Regions from separate parts of the Zea mays genome. Here region 1 is linked to region 2. Evidence: chromatin contacts called from public Hi-C data. All regions are on one chromosome and are shown on one strand. Each heading gives the region's core, a stretch centred on a gene start, on an enhancer-like site or on the middle of the called end of the contact. The rest is flanking DNA. Distances are from core to core; before and after follow the strand shown. Region 1 holds the start of LOC542504 (replication licensing factor MCM7 homologue). Region 2 has its middle 78 kb from the start of LOC100281677.

What was found. Hi-C and Micro-C count contacts between places; a contact is called where the count stands out from the background.
Region 1: a contact with region 2 is called in a Hi-C map of tassel, with 1.7 times the contacts expected there. The contact joins the promoter of LOC542504 here to the enhancer-like site in region 2. A contact is called at or near these places in 3 of 25 Hi-C or Micro-C datasets (leaf and tassel).

Annotation. Positions count from the first base shown.
Region 1 is chr1:150,574,121-150,580,197 of Zm-B73-REFERENCE-NAM-5.0, forward strand. LOC542504 (replication licensing factor MCM7 homologue) reads right to left here and starts at 2,354. Exons shown (of 15, transcript NM_001112054.2): 1 at 2,243-2,354; 2 at 2,052-2,119; 3 at 1,881-1,940; 4 at 1,538-1,767; 5 at 923-1,100; 6 at 599-721; 7 at 393-482; 8 at 8-150. The coding sequence starts at 2,273.
Region 2 is chr1:150,385,485-150,391,180 of Zm-B73-REFERENCE-NAM-5.0, forward strand. No RefSeq gene overlaps it. Among protein-coding and RNA genes, the nearest start is that of LOC100281677, 78 kb to the left of the region's middle. Within about 2 kb of position 1,282, at least 18 of the 20 cell types and tissues checked have an H3K27ac peak or open chromatin away from gene starts, as enhancers often do. A contact at or near this core is called in leaf and tassel, where this site is marked.

The DNA.
Region 1 (6,077 bases), core at 1,104-3,603, 190 kb after region 2:
GACTTACTCCTCATATTTTTTCTTGAAGTGGGTGACAGACATTGCTTCCAAGTAAGTATCAGCAACTAATCCTGCGCGCATCGCTCTAAACCCGTAGTATGGCATAGGGAGAAAAATACCCGACATCTCAACCACATCTCCAGGTGCAACCTGCCCATGATAGCATTAGTACTTGGTTATATTACAGAATACCTTTAGTGAGTTCTTAATTCTCATGAGAGCATTCAGATAGTGAATTGAATAAACCAAAAGCACAAATCTAAAAGCAACTTCCTTTCAAACCTAAACTGTAGAGTACTTTGATACAGAAATGGCGATAACAGAAAAGTAGAAGCTATTGTACTGCAAAGCAAAACTGCTCAAATTACAAGAAAGCTACTATTTTGCTTTACCTTTCTAGTCAGCTCTCCTCTTAGATGAACAGTCAGAGCACGAGGAATGTGGCCCTTTGGTACGTGCTCTGCTAACTCTTGAAGCTTTACCTGCAGGAAAGTGTAGTTATATAAAAGTGGAATCCAAAATAAGATGAAATTTTGGCTGGTCCTTTAAATGAAGAAAGAAAGCCCTGCTTGACCAGATTGTGAAGAAAGGTTAATACCTCCTGAAATTTCAAAAACTTTGACGCACGCAGTTGAAGGATTAGATTTCCCTTCGCTTTGTTCAGCTTGCATCGTTGAGATGGACATTCAATGAGGGGCATAAACACTCTAGCAGTCACTTCCTGCCAAATTTAAAACAAAAGTTTTGTTTGAAATAGAACATAGACCGGTGAAAAAATCTAGGTATGCAGCTGAGTATAGAAAGAAGTACATTTAACCGGATATTTCAGCACATGTCCTACGCTGCTCTATGATCATTTATCACAATGTCAATATGAAGAGCCAAATTCTTAAAAAGTAAGCCTAAAAATGAGATCAAGTACCTGGTATATCTCGAAGCCACATTCTTCACATGTATAAACAGCAACCTGCATCAAGGGCTTCACATCCGAGCAGCGAGTAACAATCCCAGATATTTTCACAAGCTGACCAATGTTGGATGCCTTCACTTGCCGAATGGTGAGTGGAGTCACCTTTGAGAATGCCTTGATGTAAACCTCACTAAAATGCCCACCCAAAAAATCAGTTAAAATCAACAGAGCACATAATTGGATAGACAGGAAAATTATTGGAGCTGTGGCACAGAATTAAGTAGCTCGAGAAATAATCTTAGCAAAAATCTGAGGTGCAAATGTTTAATTCGGATGAAATATTATATGGTAGTATAACAGTTCAATATCCTTATAAGCTTGCAGGAAATTTTATATTCCGTTGTAATGTTCCAGACATGGTCTATCAAACCAGATGAAATGCTTCGATTTACAGAAAAAAAATCAGAGGCAGAAAAATCTAATCTAATTATGCAGTACAAGCAGTAATATGATTTATCTTCATAACATGCAATGTCATACTCTCTCGTTTCCAATCTCTTTTGTTTTAACCAAATTACCGAAAACAGGACACCATTCACCAGAGAAATTTAGGACAAAGCCACTTACAAGAACCGTTTGATCTCTGGTGGCATTTTCTGTAGCGGGTCCGTGCCGTCCGCGCCGCCGTCGGCCCCCTCATCCACACGCTGCGTCATCAGGATGTCCTGGTCCTCGTCGACGGTGTACGCCTCTGTGGGCTCCGGCATGATCTCGTCCATGGCCTCCGCGAAGATGCCGATGTAGCGCCGCGTGTTCTCGGTGACACGCTGCAAGAACTCCTCGTCGACATCCTTATACTGCACACCAGGAACAACATTTTACACCCAAAACCACATCTTGTACCCGCGAAGTTGGGAAAAAGGGAAAAAACTAAAAGGAACTGAACACTGTGGAGGTGAGAAGTTTGTACGTGGAATAGGTCGTCCAGCTCGATCTGGACCGCGCGTATCTTCCTGTTCGCGACATCTTGCTGCAAGCAGAAAGAGAAATCAGCGTGAAATTGCGAGAGAGAGAGAGAGAAAAAAACCGATCTGGAAGGGGCAAGCCTAGAACACGGGGAAGATAAACCGATCATGGGTACCAGGATGTTCAGGTACTTGGGCTCGCCGTGAGGGCCGGTGAAATTGGACAGGAAGTCCTTGGCGAGCGCTGCAGAGACAAATCAAACACAAAGAACCAACGCACCGTCAGAGAACGTTCTAGAACCTTGCGCGAGCAAACGAAGAAACGGTTCGAGGAGGTTCCGGATGATGTTGCCACAGCAACACGTACCTTTGTCTGCGGCGAAGTCAGGGTTCTTCATCCCAGCGGCGGTGATGGGACGGCGGCGTGGGGGTGGGAGGCAGAGAACAGCGGGAGGCGGGAGGGGGGCGGCGAAGTGTTCGGGGGATGGCGGGAAGAAGGGAATAAAGAGGAGGCTTTGGGCGGGAAGGGAGAGGGCGGTGTGGCGGGAAGAATAGGGTTGGTCCGAGCTCGAGCGGGCCGAAATTTTGTGGGCTTACTAGAAGCACGATTGGGCCTTGATCGAGCCGCTCTGCGCTGTGGCTGAGAAGCCAGAGGTACCTGATGATTCCCTTTTTTTTCATTTTAGCCTTTTTGGTTTTATTTTCACAAATACGTATTTTCAGTTTCATTTCAAAAATGAACCTTTAGCTCGGCGCCATCAATATTGATACCGAGCTACAACGTATCAGCGCCAATTAATTTAGCGTGTATATGTAAGAGTCGACGCCTACGTGGATCTGACGTGGCAGCACTTCGGCGTCGTGATCTCGGCGCCGACCTCGACGCCATGGATCTCGGCGCCGACCTCCGTGTCTATAAATATCCCACTCCAGCTCGTGTCCAAGCGCCTACATGGTCGGGATGCTTATGCTGCACGATGTGCGTTTGCCGCCTGGCAGCACCGAGCGAGCGCTGGAACGCTTGGACTGCTCGTCCGCCGGCGCCTAGACACGGCGCAGGGCCGCCTCCGTCCGCAGAGGCCGTGTCGGTCATGCGCAGGCTGACCCTAGAGATGAAAACGGGACGGGTACCCAGAACGGGTATCGGATACGAGTACGAAAACGAGTCAAAATTTCGGATACGGATACGGGTATTTATGTTTGTCGGGACGGATACGGGTACTACCCGAATATTGAACCTCGGATACGGATAGGATACGGAATCACTAATACCCGGTCAGTACCCGAAAATCTCGAGTAGGATACGAGTACCATTCGGGTACCTGGATTGGGCCTACTCTCTGCTGCTTCTGTTAATCTGCTTGATAGGCGGCCCATCCACAGGCGCACCCACATTCCTCAGTCCTCACGCAGCAGTGCAAGGGCAAGCTGCAAGCCCACGGACGGCCCTAGCCCCTAGCTCGAGCAAGGCTGCAAGTCTGCAACCTGCAAGCCTGCCGAGGGGGCATGTTGTCGAATTTGCACTTCTAATGTATTTGCACTTCTAATTTGCACTTCCAAGCACAAGCCAGCCAGGGGCATGCTCCTACCCTAATGTATTTTCTTATTTGCACTTCTTCCTTTATGTTAATTAATGTCAACTATCTACTATCTGTTATATACTTGTGGACTTGTAGATTATGTCTAAAATAGGAGACATGCTGTCGAATTTTTTTAATATTTTGTTGTTGGTTCCACAATGTCCTTGTGATTAGTAACTTTGAACTGCATGATGTTAATTTTATAGGTTTCTTTCCTACATTTGATCTATCATATACATGATTATGTGTTGCTTAATTTATGTGTTTGTTGGATGGTTGGGCAATTAATGTCATCGGTACGAACTACCCGACAACTATCCGGTACTTACCCGCATAGTATCTGTTATCCGTTTCTTACCTGCCCGGATTATTATCCGGTCCCGTCTTGTACCCGCCCCGAATCTTAACTATCCGTATCCGGTCTCGTATCCGAAAGAAATACATTAGGGTAGGATACGGGATAGCCCTCTATCCAGCTGTATCCGTCCCGTTTTTATCGCTAACTGACCCTACGTCGGTGGAGGATGGCCAAGCCTCCCACGCCCTGCTGGAATAAAAAAGACTTGCTGAGGTGCTCCTAGCATCCCTCGTTTTTTTGCCGGTGACTCGCTCATTATCATCGAAGCGCAGAACCCGAGTAATGGACTTCTATTTTCATTTGGTAAAAAAAGGAATGACGTTCTTCTAGCTACATATCAAGTTGAGTCATTCTTAATTTCACTTACTTTAAAAAAACTACTAGTATTTATGATGTCAAATGACTAGTATTAGATTTATCATACAATACATTGTTATAGTATAACTTCTTTAATTATATCCGTTGATACTATCATTTATAAATTGAGATAAATTTGACTTGGGCCGGATATCGATCGAGTTGCATTTTTTTGGACATATTTAGTACACTAATATTATAGTGTATGTACAACGACTATTTCTGTATTGATATATATTAGCTATTTTAATAACCTATAATTAGTCAGTATATATCTTTGTCCACGCCATATCACTACTAGGGTCTACCGGAAGGCTTTTTAAGGACGAATGCATATTTTTTTACGAGAGGGCTGAAAATATAAGACATATCTATAAATTGTTTTTCCAATGTATGGATTTAGATGTTTTAATCTTGTGGGACTCATAATATGTTCAATAATATGTTCAAGACCCTAAACTCTAAACTGATAATATTTAAATTGTTTTAATCTTTGATAGAAGAGAAATTATTAGAAAAAACTAGCGACTGGAGTAGGATATTTATAGACACGAAGGTTGGCGCCGAGATCCACGGCGCTGAGGTGCTGCCACGTCAGATCCACGTAGACGTCGACTCTTACATGTACACGCTAAATTAATTGGCGCCGACACGTTGTAGCTCGGCGCCAACAGTGATGGCGCCGAGCTGATGGTCTATTTTTTGAAATGAAATTGAAAAGAGCGTATTTGTGAAAATAAAAACTAAAAAGGGCTAAAATGCAAAAAAACGCCGATGATTTGGGATAGGGATGAAACCGGGACGGAAAAATCCCGTACCGACCGGCGTCGTATACCGCGTTAACCGATCGTATATCGGATTTTCGGGAAAAACAGGAAACAGGAAAAAATACGGGAAATACGGACGGTAACAGGAACGAAATCAGGAAGAGTTGTTTCCCGACCGGATTAACGGTTCTTGTATTGTATCCGGAATAATCCTGTATGTGTTCCCGTTTACACTTGGCCCAAATGCGTGCTTCAGCTTGGCCCAAATGCGTGCTTGGCCCAAAGCCCCAAATGGCCAAATGTAACCCTAGCTTATGTGCGGGATGTGCCTGTGTGTGCTGCGTGGTGTGGTGCGTGCGTGCTGCCGCTCAGTCGCAAGCCGCTGTGCCGCTGTCGGTGCTGTGCCTGCTGCAGTGCTGCCGCCCACCGCCCGCTCAGCCGCTCTCTGTCCTCTGCCGCTCGCCCACTCCCCGCTCCCCGCTTTGCGTGCTGCTGGTCTGCTGCTGCGTATGCGGGCTACGGGCTACCGGCTGGTGGCTGAGCAAAGTAGCGGAAGGGGACAGCGGCGGCCTGCTCCATGCACGGACGCACCAGCAGCAGGCCAGCGGCGGTCGAGCCCTACTCCATCGCTCGCCGGCGAGACAGGTACCGATCGGCGGCTGCACTCTACATTCTCCACTCATCTTGCTCTGACCTCTCCGCGTCTGAAAACAGGACTAGAACATGCCACCGACTGGGGGTGCTGCTGCCTATGGCTCTGCTGTGGGCTCGTCATCATCTTGAAGTTATTGAGGCTATTGTTTCAAACCTGAAGATTGAGGTATTGTTACTGCTTCCTCTCACATATATGTCGTATTTTGCTTCTTTATTTGATTTCTATTATATACAAATTTATGTTGCTGCCATATATGAATATATGTTGCCTTCTATACGTTGTAGGACGATGATGTCATAGACAGTGATGAAGGAGATATAGATGGGCTAAATGTAGATGATCAGAGCTACTTTGACATGTAGAGTTAGGTTCTGGTGCTGGCTGCTGGATAGTGGATACTTTTGGACTTGTCACTTGTGAATTTTGGTTGCTGGATAGTGGATACTTTTGGACTTGTCACTTGTGAATTTTGGTTGCTGGATAGT
Region 2 (5,696 bases), core at 32-2,531:
CCTCTTCGCCATGTCCTCTTAGGGGTTTAGCTTCAGTAAATTTCATATTTGGGGCATTGGGGCACTTGTTGGCATGCTCCTCGGTGAAGCACCGTCGTGGTGCCCCTGCTCCACTACCAATGTCCAGCCAGGGCAGGGTGATAGGGCTATGGCCATTAAGATCTCGATGGACGGTCGAGGTTAGGTCATAGCGTACCTTTTCGCGAGATCAGATCGGGACCATAGATCTGGGATCGGGCGGTTAGGATGGTGTTAGACCATAATAAAATCTGGGCCATCCAAATCGGATCTGGCGTCTGTCATTGCGTACCGGTTCAGTAATGGACCTTTTAATCTTGACTGCAGACCATGGATCCCATGGCCTTAATCGTGTATCGGTTTATTTAAAGGTAGGTCTAATATGAACCATCCACTTAAGATCCATCGACCAATACCCCTTCAGCCATGCTCTTTTGCTAAAGAGCCGCTGCCGTTTTTGGTAATCAACCTGCGGTACATACATGTTATATCATAGTTAGGTCCTTATTTTCACACAACAACCCCTGGACTTTTTAAATATACTATCCACTGTCCCACCATAGCCAAGTTTCAGGAAAGCCCTCGGTTTAAGATTTTATAATTATATATAGGCCCTTGTTCTTCACAAAACAGCCCCTAGGTTGACATTTTAAATCAAAATAGCTCTAAAACTTGTTTGATCCATAACATTTGTGTCTTAACTTTGATTTGACTTGTTCAAATTTGTAATACCTCCATATGTGTTTTGCCTCTATTTATTATAACATGGGAACAACCATATTTAGAATGATTAATTGGCTAATGACACCTAAATTAATCTATGCATCATGTTGGACTTTATTTGATTGTGCACTTATAAATAATAAAAATAATAATACAATAACAGTATATTAGTATCCAATTTGGGATTTCTTACCTAATTTACAACTTGGGAAATTGAAGATGACATAGAAGGAGAAAAGAAGGAAAAACATTATACAAGATAAAACAAAATATATAGATAAATAAAATCCTACTATACTAGTATGTTTATTTTGTACATTTAATTTGAGTACAAGTTCACAGCACTATTTGAATTCAAATTTGGGATTTAAAAATAAAGAGAAAAGAAATCAGGAAAAGGAAAAGAAAAAGAAAAAAACATCTAAAACTCAGCTTGGGCCAAAACCGTGGAACCGGCCCACTTGGCCCATTCTCCGCGCGCGCAAGGCTTTGCATGCGACTACGCTCTCCCTCTATGGCAGGTGGGGCCGCCATCAGCTGGTCACACCGGCGCAGCTCTCCGCTACCCTAGTTAGGCGATGACGGGTGGGCCCACCTTGTCAGCACGCTCCTCGTGTAACAAACATCGGGTCTGCTGCCGGCCGCGCCGGGATCGCATGGTGGAGCACTCACCTATCCTTGCATCCATCGAGCGTCAACTTGGACCCACCGATCCCTGTGCCCCAAGTATATATCCCGAGCCGGACGCCTCCTCCTCCTCTTGTTCGCCAGACTCGTCCACGTGCGCCAAAAGATAGAGAAAGGGTGAGTGAGGGTTGGGGGGTCACGCTCGTGCTCGAAGACCGGGCTGGGGGAGCTAGGGGACCTCTCGTACTCTACGCACGGATCGGAGTCATGACTGCGGACAGGGCCCAATCGGAATCGCTCACCGGTGTTCGTCATCGCCGCGTTTCAGCCCCGCGCTATGGACCGACTCCATCACCACAAATTCATGGGTACGACCGCTTCCGTTGATGTCACTAGTTAATCCTTGTGGTGTAGCGTCACGCGGGGGAGGAAGTTACTCCTCGATGGGACAGGAATTGCTCATCGGTGCCACTCCGATTTCGGTCTGCCGCGGTTCGCTATGGTCGGGGAGCTGGACATGACAATTGGCTATAGTAGATTTTCGAGTTCAGGAGGGTCAGGGCGTTGTGCGCTGGCAATTAAACTTGGAATCCAAGTCTGGGGGCGTCAGGCGGAGTGCATCGGTGACCTGCTCCGCCATAGGGGGGTCTCAGTGGCGCCACCCGGTTGAGTCAGGGGTTAGTGGCGACCCCTAGACTGTCCGGTGTGCCAGCGGAGCAACGGCTGCTTCACGCCAACGGTTGTATGCAGAGAGCAGTTAATGCGCTACAGTGCGCGTAGAAGTCAGAGCAGAGCCAGAAGGCGCACCAGATAGTGAAAAGTGACTTTCCGGTGCACCACCGGACTGTCCGGTGGCCCAGCTGTCAGAAGCTCCAACGGTCAGAACCCAACGGCCGAGTGACATGGCTGGCGCACCGGACAGTGTCCGGTGGCGCACTGGACTGTCCGGTGCGCCATGCGACAGCAGCCTCCACCAACGGCTCCTTTGGTAGTTGGGTCTATAAATACCCCCAACCACCCACCATTCATTGCATCCAAGTTTTCAGCCTTCACACCTCATACAAGAGCTATAGCATTCAATACAAGACATAAACAAGAGATCAAATCCTCTCCCAAGTCCAAAGATCATTCCAATCAAATAGTGACTAGTGAGAGAGACAATTGTGTTCTTTTAAGCTCTTGCGCTTGGATTGCTTTTCTTCTTCATTCTTTCTTGTGTTCAACTCACTTGTAATCAAAACAAGAGACACCAAGTTGTGGTGGTCCTTGTAGCGGACTTAGTGTCCCATTTGATTGAAGAGAAAGGCTCACTCGGTCTAGGTGACCGTTTGAGAGAGGGAAAGGGTTGAAAGAGACCTGGTCTTTGTGACCACCTCAACGGGGAGTAGGTTTGCAAGAACCGAACCTCGGTAAAACAAATCACCGTGTCATCCGCCTTATTTTCTTGTGATTTGTTTCCGCCCTCTCTTTCGGACTCGTTTATATTTCTAACGCTAACCCTGTCTTGTAGTTGTGCTTAAAGTTTGTAAATTTCAGATTCGCCATATTCACCCCCCTCTAGGCGACTTTCAGTAGGCCCTCTACACTGTGGACGGCTGGTGTGCCGATGACCTGGGAGAACACGTCGGAGGGCAAGGCCTCGCCTCTGGCAGCTGCTTTGGCCAATGCGTCGGCCTCCTCGTTCTTGGCTTGGTCCACATGTTGCAAGGTAAAGCCCTTAAATTGTATCTCAAGACTGCAAACAGCCGTGAGATACTGCATGAGTGCGGGGTCTTTTGCTGAATATTCTTTTTCGACCTGGCCAGCGACCACTTTGGAATCTGTTTTGATTATGCAGGTAGTGACACCAAGCGCTCGTAGCTTGCGAAGACCGAGGATGACAACTTCGTACTCTGCTACGTTGTTGGTGCATCTGTCGGACTCCAAAGCAAAGCTGAGGCGTGCTGCATATCTGTGTTTAACCCCCGTGGGTGATGTGATGACTGCAGCTGTGCCTGCCCCCGCATGGCACCATGCGCCGTCGCAGTGAATGGTCCACACTTTCTTTGCTGGCTCGTCCTGCTGCGTTATTGGCCCTGTCTAGTCAACGATGAAGTCTGCCAGGACCTGCGACTTGATTGTTGTTTTGGGATCGAAGGTGATATGGTAGCCGGAGAGCTCGGCTGCCCATTTGGTGATCCGGACAGACGCCTCCGGGTTGCGAAACAGCTCTCCCAGTCCCCTGTCCGAGGTGACCCGCACCATGAATGCCTCGAAGTAATGGCGCAACTTGCATGATGCCATGGCGATTATGTAGGAGATTTTCTCTAACTCGGTCATGTTACACTTGGAGGCCATGAGGACCTCAGAGACATAGTAGACTGGATATTGCCGGGTCGTGCCCTCCCTGTTCTGCTCTTGGACTAGGGCTGCGCTGACTGCATGTGGCGAGGCGGCAATGTATAGCAGCAGCGGCAGCGAAGGGTTTGGACTGGTGAGAATGGCCAAGTCTGACAGGTGCTGCTTGAGTGATGCGAAGGCTGCCGCCTGTTCTGGTCCCCACACAAAGTCCTTCGCACCATGCAGTGTCTTGAGGAAAGGTAGACTTCACTCGGCGGACTTGGAGATGAATCTGTTCAGAGCGGCTAATCTGCCTGTCAGACGCTGGACATCCCTGGTTGATTGTGGGGGTGTCATGTTGACTATTGCCTGAATCTTGGTTGGGTTGGCCTCGATCCCGCGGTGTGACACCAGGTAGCCCAATATTTTCCCCTGGCGGACCCCAAAGACGCACTTCTCGGGGTTGAGTCGAAGTCGAGCATCCCGCATGTTTGCGAATGTCTCTGCGAGGACGGCTAGGTGATCCGCCTTATTCTTGCTGGCGACGACTATGTCGTCCACATACGTGAAGATGTTCCGCCCTACTTGTCTCTCGAGCACCGTCTTGGTGAGGCGAGAGAAGGTAGATCCAGCATTCTTGAGTCCCTCCGGCATCCTGATGAAGCAGTACGTGTCGAAGGGTGTAATGAAACTGGTACTGGCCTTGTCTTCCTCTTTCATATATATTTGGTGATAGCCGGAGAAGCAGTCGAGGAGTGACATGACTTCGCATCCGGCCGCACTATCGACGATCTTGTCGATCTGAGGCAGCGGGAAATTATCCTTGGGGCAGGATTTATTGAGGCTTGTGAAATCGATGCACATCCGCCACTTGCCGCTTTTCTTTTGCACCATGACTACGTTAGCGAGCCACGTAGGGTAGGCGACTGGTTCGATGAAATTGGCCTCCAGCAGGCGGTGTACTTCGGCTTTGGCGGCTTCTGTTTTTTCATTGGACATTTTGCGTAGCCGCTGCTTCTTTGAGCGCACCAAAGGGTCGATGCCTAGACTGTGCTCGATGATGGTGCGACTGACTCCGACCAGGTCAAGGGCAGACCAGGCGAAGATGTCCTTATTTCTGGAGAGACAGGAGATGAGTTTCTCCTTGTCTTGCGAAGTAAGGTCTTCGCTTATGATGACCGTTTGCTTGGGCGTTGCCTGGTCAAGGGGAACTGTCTTCGTTCCATCGTTGCTCTACAGCTGTGCCTTTTCATGTTCGTTGACGGTTGGGTGGGTAGCCTCTGGGACTTCGCGCTGTGTCATAAGGCAGTGTATGTTCCGTTGCCCTGGAACGAAGTCTCTTTCAATGTTACGCGCAGTGTGCTGGTTGCCGTAGACTGTGATCACGCCTTGCGGACCCATGATTTTCATGCACAGGTAAAGTCCGTGAATGGCCGCTTCAAACTTGTTGATGGAGCCCCGACCCATTATGGCGTTGTACGGGTATACCATGTCGACGATGTTGAAGGTGATCTGCTCGCTTCGTGCATTGGGTGCTACACCGAAGGACAAGGGTAGCTCTATCTTGCCCAGAGGAAAGGTGCCCTTGCTGCCGAAGCCATATAGGGGATTGTACGAAGGCTTAAGTAAACTGTGGCTGATGCCCATGCGATCGAAGGCGTGGAGGAAGATGATGTCCGCTTGGCTGCCGTTGTCAACTAAGACTTTGTGCAGGTCCCAGCCTGCCACACTGCAGTTGATTACCATGGCGTCAATGTGGGGTGCGCTGGGCAGGTCGACATCTCTGGCATCGAAGGTCAGCGGCACGTGGGACCATTTCGTTTGCATGACTGGGCCGGTGACGGCGACGTGGTTGATGCTTCGGTAGTGGTCCCTCTTCTGTCGCTTCGTGTCGAAGTCGACGCTGGACCCCCCAGTGATCATGTGAATGACTCCGTGATACGGCTGATTTGCGAAGTCTTCTTGTTTTGGTGCTTGGGGGTGATTTGGGTGGTGGATGTTTGGCTGAT